3 separate regions of the Zea mays genome follow, and regions 1 and 2 are each linked to region 3. A link is a contact called in public Hi-C data. All regions are on one chromosome and are shown on one strand. Each heading gives the region's core, a stretch centred on a gene start, on an enhancer-like site or on the middle of the called end of the contact. The rest is flanking DNA. Distances are from core to core; before and after follow the strand shown.

Region 1 (2,825 bases), core at 221-2,720, 580 kb before region 3:
TCCCCCAGTACAATCTTGCTGTTCCTCGTCAGCCCAATCATCTAATCTGAATCCTGTCTGTATCAGGGAACTTTGATGCCCATCAAGTTGCATCCCTTCACTGCATAATTTGGATTGCTCCAAAAGAAAAATGGCCTTGACTTTACGTATGCATTTTTATTCTGGAGTATAATACAAGCTAAATATATATCGTTATCGCCCGTGATAAGGGAGCGAAGGCAAACACCATTCTCCATTATCAAATTTATCGTGTTCTGGTGACGGGTTGGTGGCTTGCAGCTGCTCTGGGTGGCACACGGCAAGACTGTAGAATGAAGCTGGCAGACCGGCCGTCTCCCATCATTGCAGTTCCGCGTGCTTCCAAAATGTATTGCTTCAGTCGCTGCCTCATGGCGTCTGGCGTTGACGTGACGATGCAGGGTTGACTTTGTTGAGCCACGACCAGATCGTCCGAGACGTCACATTTTGTTGTTGAGCGACAGGGCAGCAAACGTTGCCTAAAACTTGTCGAGAACAAAGGGGCGTTTGCTTTCACTCCTACTTTTTCGCCGACGCGCAGAGACGGGAGAGGGAGAGGAGAGATTTTACAAGGCTGCGCTAGTTGACCCGCGCGGTGCTTACCTGGACGATGCCGACGAAGGAGCTGGACCATCCGTGCTGGGCGGCGAGCGGCACGACGGCGACGGACATGACGACCCGGTCGGCGTTGCAGAGCAGCATGATGGTGGCCACCAGCGCCACCACCTTGGCCCGCTCGGGGAACGCCGCCGACCCGGGCTGAGCGGCGGCGCCCGCCACGACGGCGGGGCGGACCCCGTCGAAGCTCGCGCTGCACGTGGCGAGGACCTCCCGCCCGCCCCGCCTGACCCTCGGCCCATCATCGCTGCCGAGCAAGCCGAAGCCGCCGCCGCCGCTGGCGCAGCCGGCGAGCGCCTGCAGCGACGAGGAGCGTACGCGCAGCCTTCCCGAGCCGGCCGCCACGGCCCTCGTGGATCTGTAACTGACAGGACTCCTCACGGCGGACTTCACGGACGCGCACGACCTGACCGACGCCATGGTCAGCTTGATCCAACAACCCGCTCCGCGCCCGCGCGTGGGACAAGCCGAGCCCGACACACGGCAAGCGGGGCCGCCTGGCTAGCTGTGACTATCAGAGGAGCGCGGCAGGGATCGACGGGAGCGTCGCGCGGCGAGCCAGGCCCATGGCAGTGAGTGGGGAGCGAGCGGCGTGCGCGGGCTGGCGGGCGGGCGGGCGGGCGAGCGCCGTTGATCGGCAGTTGGTGGCTTAAATTAGGACCACGCGACGCGGGGCGACGACTGACGAGGGAGTTGGGTCGAGCTGAGGGTGGTAGGTGGCGCTGTGCCAGCAGGCACATCGGACGGAGCGAGGGAGGAGACAAGTAGTGCACGGAGAGCCTGGCCGGATTGGCAGTCACGTGGCTTAAATCGGCGAAGGAACTGTTTGGTTGGTTTTGGTTCTGGCAAAATGGCAGTGTTGTAGCGGTGTCGGGTTGGTGTTTTGGTGGCTGGGCGGACGGACTTCGGGAAGGGTCAAGGATTGCGGAGGCGCCGTGCCGGCGTCCGGCGGGAACCGCACCTACCACGGCTCGTCGCCCGATTCGCCACCTACCCGTCCACGGCGAAGGCCAGAAGGTGACTCGACGCACCCTGACCTTGGCGACTTGTTCTCAAATGCTATGAGTTAAAAACAAGGCAACACAAAAATGTTAATGGTTAATGCCCTTCGTCCTTCGAAGCATTATCTCCCTCGGGATATAATGATCTTCAGACGAAGGTCATGAAGGACGTACCTTCATAATCGCAGTATATATATATATAAATAAAAGAAGAAGCATATGAAATATTGAAGGTAACGTACATAATCATATGACATCATGAATATCTCTTTATTATATCATCATAAATAATACTGAATTACATTTGTACCTTAGGCTTGACAGAAGGCAAAAGTCCAAGCGTGATGCGAAGGCAAATGAAAGGTTCGCGTGAACAGTACAGAGGTACTGTTCATCTATTTATAGACACAGGACGCAGCCTGTGACGAATTACAATTTTGCCCCTTACAAAAGTTTACAACGTTGACTCAGACCTCTAAGGATAAAAAGGTCATTCTATCTCTATGTCGGTTTGTAACGACGAAGCTCCATAAAAAGGAACCTTCGGGCGTCTCCTGGGGGCGACTTCAGCCGAAGCTGCTTCTTCGTGTAGGACCTTCGGCGCAACGAAGTATGGTCCCAACAGTAGCCCCTTTCGCGGCGCTAGATCGTTTTTCGTAACGAGCTTGATCCGTGAAAAAAGCCTCTTAAGCTTCGGGAAGCCGAAGGTCCAAAAAACACCTTCCCTGAGCTCGTTGCCGAGAAACGATTCAATTTCCGATCCCGTGTCGGACCCACCTTGCAGAGTTACTGTTTGATCTTTGCGGTCCACTGCGCAGCGAGTACAAGCGGGTGTCCTCCTGGTGTAAAAATTCTGGCGCTTCGCCTTCTTACCTGCAGCACTATATAAACAGACGAGTAGGTGTGAAGTTACCACAGCATTCATTGCTATTTGCACTGTTTTGCTGCCAAAATTTTTAACCGTCGCCGAAGCTTGTCTGTCGGAATCGAACGAAGCTCCTGCTTGAAACCTGCTTCGGAGGAAGAAAGTATTAAAGTTCCACAAGTTCATAATTAAATGGCCAGAGTGCGTTCTACCGCCAGGGTTGAACGTGAGGGGGAGGAAACTGAAACTTCGGAGACTGTCCCTATTTCCGAAGCCATGCAACGGTCTGGGCTAGTGACTTCGGAAAAGATTCCTAGTGAAGA
Region 2 (2,987 bases), core at 415-2,914, 580 kb after region 3:
TACCACCGCATTAGAAGCCCCACAAACGCCGGGAATAGGACGAGAAATCCCATACTCGTGCGGACCCGATTGAGCATCGGGCACAACAACGACTTCTTCATGAAGCTCTACCAAAGGAGCTTCAATACGAGATGCATTTGGCATTTGTGGAGACAACCCGACTGGACCTCCGCAATGACTAACAGGTAACTTTTGAACAACCACATCCAAACATGGTGGAACCATCGTCTTCACAATTCTTAAATATATCACCCAATCATCTTCTGAGGTAATGGAGATCAACCGTCGGACAACTGTTCCATATGTAATATGGGACAACAAACCCTGAATTGATATTCTAGGGTCGTTTATGTCACAACTAATCTCCTCACAAGCTCGAGCCAAAAGCTGGTCAAAAGTTGGTCTTTCAACGAACAACATGGTCACGATCTTCGTACCATCAAAAGTAACACTCCCATAAGCATCTATCTCCACCCTTCCTCCATGGTATAGTGTTACTAGGCTGTCCATCTATTGCAAAAATGGATTACTAACTCAATAATGGCTACATACTTAAGCCTACTAACTTACTAAGTAATAAATATATATTAACTAATAACTATACAGTAAATATTAAATGAACACATCAAACGAAATTACATAATCTATAAATAATGTACGAAAACTATGTATACCTGAGAACGCGTACGACTCCAGCTAACGGTGGAGAAGGTCAAGTCGGACGAACACCTACGTAAAAAAATACCAATTGTCAGTAAAAAATTTGGCAGCACCTCCCTTGTAAAGTGATGTTTATAGAACCTGCGAATAAACGACAACACGATGGTTGCCAACACAGAAAACATGTAATATCAATGCTCTAAACAAAATGGTAACTATATAATCACTAAGAATTTACTAAACACTAACAATATACTACGCAACAAACTAGCTAACTATTTTAATAAACACTAACAATAAAATATCTAACTATTTACTAAACAATAAATAAGTGTATACCTAACTAATTACTACTAGTTTACAAACTAAGAAATTAAAAAAAAATACTAGACAGCAGTGTTTGCGGGAGCTACCGGGGCCGGAGCGGGCGGTGGCCGATCGTTGGGAGCGAGCTCGGGGCGGCAGTGGGCGGGGACTAGGCGGCGTGGGGAGCGAGCTCGGGGCGGCAGTGGGCGGGCGGCGGCTAGCGAGCTCGGGTGGAGCTCGAGCGGCCGGAGCGTGGCGGGGGCGGGCGGAGCTCGAGCTCGGGCGGACCTCGGGCGGCGAGCGAGCTCGGGCGAACTCGGGCGGGGCTCGCGGCGGCGAGCCGGAGCGTGGCCGGGGCGGGCGGGCGCCGGCGAGCCGGACCTGGGGAAGGCGGCGGCGGTGATTTCGAATGGGTAGAAAGAGAAGAAACGCGCGCAGAGAGAAGGCAGTTTTCGGTTTTTTCCTAGCTCGGCGCCAAGATCTGTGGCGCCGAGCTAGGTGCCACGCGGGACTGCCACGTCACGAAGCTCGGCGCCACAAGCTGTGGCGCCGAGCTGTGTTACCTCGGCGCCACAGGCTGTGGCGCCGAGCTTCGGGTCCAAACGTGCAAATAAAATTTTCGGGGGTCCAAACGTAAATTTTTGACTCGAAAGGGGCTAAAAAACAAAAAATTCGGTCAGACATGTGGAGTTGTGGACAATGGTGGGTGCTTGCGGTTCCCCAGTGTGAGGCGAGGCGAGGTTGGTGTGACATACCAGTCCATCATGTCGTGCCAACGTGACTCGCACAGTCGCCCGCCCTAGGTGAGGCCCAGCCAAGCACGGCCTATCAGAGCGTTGGACTGTGCTCACTCGGCCGCTCTATGGCCCATGAGCTCCAGGCATCTAGTCGCAACTTTTTTCCTTTTTTTCCCTTTAAACCTTTCCTTTTTCTTTTTTAAGAAAAGACAAAATTGGAATCCTCGTGTCGCCGTTCAGCCGTTGGGCTTTGGCCACTCAGCCAGCGCTCACCAACTCACCGAGTGTCCGAGTCGTTGGCTTGGCTTGGCTTGGCTCCGCCCGTTGGCATCGTCTACTCGCCGAAAACCTCGCCGAGTCCCTGCCCTCCCTGGGCGGTGGGCGCGGAAACCCTTCGTCTGTTCGCTAAACCTTGGCGGCCGGATCTCCCACCTTCAGAATCCATCTGGTCTCCTCTATAAAAGCGCTGGGAGGATCTGCCGACTTTGCCGTCCATAGGCGGCGTCTCTCCGGTGTCCTGCGTCTGCGCCGCACACATCCCCCACTCTTCTTCCAGTGAAACAGTTCAGGTAAAATAAGCGACTTTTTACCAGTAATAAATCCATTTTGACCCGTTCCCAAATACTGGCCTTACCTCTATGTCTACAATTTTTTGGTGGAGATTGGGGTTATTCTTGAAATATTTGATTGCCTGCTGTAGTTCCCCTATCGAGCCTCTCTAAATAGAATAATGTACGACCCCACTGTGTTTTAGTGTAAGGTTCGGTGGCCATCATAACGCCCTCACAACATGCGGATTTTTCCGGATCCATTTATGTGTATTTTACCCTCGATTCGACTCTGTCATGTGTTGTTAGTTCAATTCCATTTTGTTGTAATGTATTATTAGTTCATTCGTTTGGTCCGTTCCGTTCAAATTATTTCATTTCAAAGTATGCAGTATGAACTATAACCACACCAAACACTTGCTAAAGAGAGATTCTGATATTTGCCATCAGCAAGAAACAGGTTTGTAAAATTGCCATTAGACCCACATTTTATAGACCCAGCTGGACCCACAATTCATAGACACAGTGTTAATTATAACAAGGAGACAACATTGTGAGTGGCAAAAATCCAATTATCTCCCTTGCTTAAATGATAGCGCCACCAAGTTAGGAAAGGAGACAATTGCATATTTAGGACTTCAAACATAATGCTTCACAATAATACCATTTATAACATTTGTTTTGCAAAATGGGACTATAGACATCACCTAATTGATTATACTGCCATTTACCGCAC
Region 3 (2,956 bases), core at 8-2,507:
CCAGCCTTCAGTACTACTATCTCGGTTATTATATACATTCTTGCAATAAGATGAGATACAAAGCTGCATATCGACCATCAGAACTTCTATGTCCACTCCGTTATGAGTAATTGTTTTGCCCTGCCACTATATATTTCATAATAGATAACTTGTATAATGTGATCGACTGAACATAAGAATAGTCAAACTTTACATGTTGAAGTTAAAAAAGGAACACTAAGTTATGTCCTGGTATGTTCACTAATGTGGTTGAAATGGATTTTTTTGGTGTCTTTATTTTAATAAGGTTATTGTTTGTTGTTCTAGAGTAGTAGTAATTTGTAGGAGACCTCTGCTGTCACTGCATTCAGATAATGGATTAGTGAAACGTTGAAAGCTTACTTTCATCTGGGTAACCTGAAGCTTTACTATTGAAATTATTGTTTAGCTATTTTATGTTTCTATACCCAACTGCTCAAGTCACAGACTTTCATGCAAAACTTAATGCTGTTTAATAGTTAAATTTCATGCTTCTTTCATTCTTTAACTTGCAGTTCTCAACATTGCAGGTGGGTTCGCTATGATTTAGCCAAGCCTCTACTGGATGCCAGTCAATACTCCGTTCTATCTGATTATGCTACAATGCAAGGTGAAGTGCCCCAGCCTCAGATTTGTGGTCCCTCTGATGACTCTTCAGCAAAAGTTGACCACCATGAGTCTCCCAGCGATGAGGATGAGGACGACGACGATGAAGATTTCGACAACTATGAATCAGATATGATGGTCGATGAAGAGACAATTCATTCAGAAAAACCCGATACAGCTGAAGGCAGTTCCGAGATAAATGACATAAACAACATCACCCTGGACCTGAAAGGCTCGAGGGTTAAATTTAAGGTACATACACAAAATCTGACCTCAAATCGGAAAGATGATGATGGTCCTATGCGATCTGTGCGCAGAAATAAGGGCACATCGTCAGGGGGAACTAAAATTGCTTTTGTAGTATTTATCAGGAAATTTGCTAGCTTTTTCTGTCATTAAACATCCATTTCTCCATTAGCCTGTTCTAAAAAGCATGTATAAAAGATTAGTATTTTTTTGGGTAACAAGTTTAACAATTATCTGGACCACGTAATTTGTAAAACCATGTAATCTGTGAGTAGAAAATTGTAATTCTATTATCTGGCTCTGATTTCTGTATGATATATGTTTAGTTAACTCTCTCCCTTTCAGGGCCTTCAGCAAGTTTTTGGGCCAATCGAGAGGCGACACCTCAATGCGCTAGAAAGGCAACTGAGCAGATACGTCAAGGTTGTTGGGAAGGAGCTGTCTGATCGAATGGTGTATTGTCTTTCTTGATATGCAGCCGGTCCCGAGATCTCAATTCTACTGTGAAAGGTGCACATGAGAGTTAAACTAGTTTCATTCAGAAAGAAAGGTCATATTGCTGCGTGTTTCTGCATGGTTTTCGTTGTAAAGGTACGAGAGCTGAGGCTGACATAGAACATTCTCCGGTCGATTTTGTATGTGTATTTTGGCACTAAAGTCTTCATGGATGGCTTATACTGAAGAGAAGTGGCGATTCGGTACGCCTAATTGTGCTTATAGGGCAATTGAACCGGCACAGTAATAAAGTTGCAGCGAATGGGCTTCTGTCGAAACAGCAGTCTTTACGTGCACAGCGACCGCTCGTGACTACACAAATTCTCGTCGTACGTCCACTGCAAAAGGCCGCAGCGCACCGGCGCTCAGTAGGGGGCTGCATCTTGTCTCACCTGCCGACCTGCGTGGTCATGAAGTGGCGCAGAGGCATCCCAAGCTGCCGCCGCTTTGCGCCAGAGTCCCACCACGGCACGTACCATCACGCCTTGTATACTCGTCACTTTTGAGGTGGCCCGTCCGCTCGTCGTAGCCCGGTTTCGGAACGTCTCGTATCACGTAGTACTCCGTTTCTTTTTTTTTTATTTATAACGTTTTAGTATAAAAATGAATTATATGCCAACGGAGTACCTTATTTGCCGCAGGAGGAGGCGACCACATGAATGGTTTCTTTGGGAGGAAAATAACAACAATTTTTTTTACTACGAGTACAGTGTCCGTACTGCTTCTGTGCACCGATGTACTCTCTCCGTCGTCCTAAAAAAATATACCTGCCGTTTTTTCTGAGCTTTAAGGAATTTTAAGTTTAACTAAGTTTATAAAAATGATACTAACAACTACTCCCTCCGTTCTTTTTTATTTGTCGCGATTTAGTTTAAAAATGAATTAGTCAACGATAAATATTCGAGAATGAAGATAGTACAATTTAAATTAGTTTAAATGTAGAGTTAAATTCTTTTTTGGTTGGGTGGAGAAATTATGAACTACTCCTCTCCAAAAAAGAATAAGCATATTTGATTAGATGAAAAAACAAATTTACTACTTCCGACTGATAAAATACATGTTTAGGCATAAAACTTAATAGGTTTCTATTCCATATTTTACAAAGTATTCTAAGAGAAAATAAAGATTTGACTTTGTTTTGTTTGACTCTTTCTTAGATAAATATGCTTGACACTCCTGTACGAACTCAAGAGTTAAATCCCGTTCAAAATTCATGGTGTAAAATTTAATTGGTTGCTAAATTCTAGACCTTTTTAGTACATAAAAAAATTTAACTTGTAGGGTAAGATAGCTTAAGACATTTTTCTTTGGATAGAAGAGAACCTCCCCACAATATCGTTGTAGTACGATACAGTTGCCGAATGTATCCAAAAGAGAAAAAACAAATAGAGCGGGGTGTAGGTTGGATGTGCGATAAAACTATATATAGTCGAGTGCCTGCATGAGGGCGTTTTAGAGATGTTTGAGCCACAGAGACTACTATGTGTGTTGGATTGGTCAACATAAAGGTGAGAAGATTACAAGCTCAAGTATCAACTTAATGACATAACCTTCTAGCTCTCTCTCTCCCTATTTGATTTTGCTGACAATT

Evidence for each region. A called contact is a pair of places that touch in the nucleus more often than the background predicts.
Region 1: a Hi-C map of leaf shows a contact between it and region 3, with 3 times the contacts expected there. The contact joins the promoter of LOC100281669 here to the enhancer-like site in region 3. A contact is called at or near these places in 3 of 25 Hi-C or Micro-C datasets (ear, leaf and tassel).
Region 2: a Hi-C map of endosperm shows a contact between it and region 3, with 3 times the contacts expected there. The contact joins the promoter of LOC103635604 here to the enhancer-like site in region 3. A contact is called at or near these places in 2 of 25 Hi-C or Micro-C datasets (ear and endosperm).

What each region holds. Positions count from the first base shown.
Region 1 is chr8:99,715,056-99,717,880 of Zm-B73-REFERENCE-NAM-5.0, forward strand. It overlaps LOC100281669 (sialin), which reads right to left and starts at 1,471. Exons shown (of 8, transcript NM_001154589.1): 1 at 622-1,471. The coding sequence starts at 1,056.
Region 2 is chr8:100,878,555-100,881,541 of Zm-B73-REFERENCE-NAM-5.0, forward strand. It overlaps LOC103635604 (cell division protein FtsZ homolog 2-1, chloroplastic), which reads left to right and starts at 1,665. Exons shown (of 8, transcript XM_008658017.3): 1 at 1,665-2,272.
Region 3 is chr8:100,298,939-100,301,894 of Zm-B73-REFERENCE-NAM-5.0, forward strand. LOC100383012 (putative arginine-tRNA protein transferase family protein) reads left to right here. Exons shown (of 6, transcript NM_001175691.1): 4 at 1-106; 5 at 549-876; 6 at 1,216-1,593. The coding sequence ends at 1,341. Among protein-coding and RNA genes, the nearest start is that of LOC100383012, 15 kb to the left of the region's middle. Within about 2 kb of position 1,258, at least 18 of the 20 cell types and tissues checked have an H3K27ac peak or open chromatin away from gene starts, as enhancers often do. A contact at or near this core is called in ear, endosperm, leaf and 1 more, where this site is marked.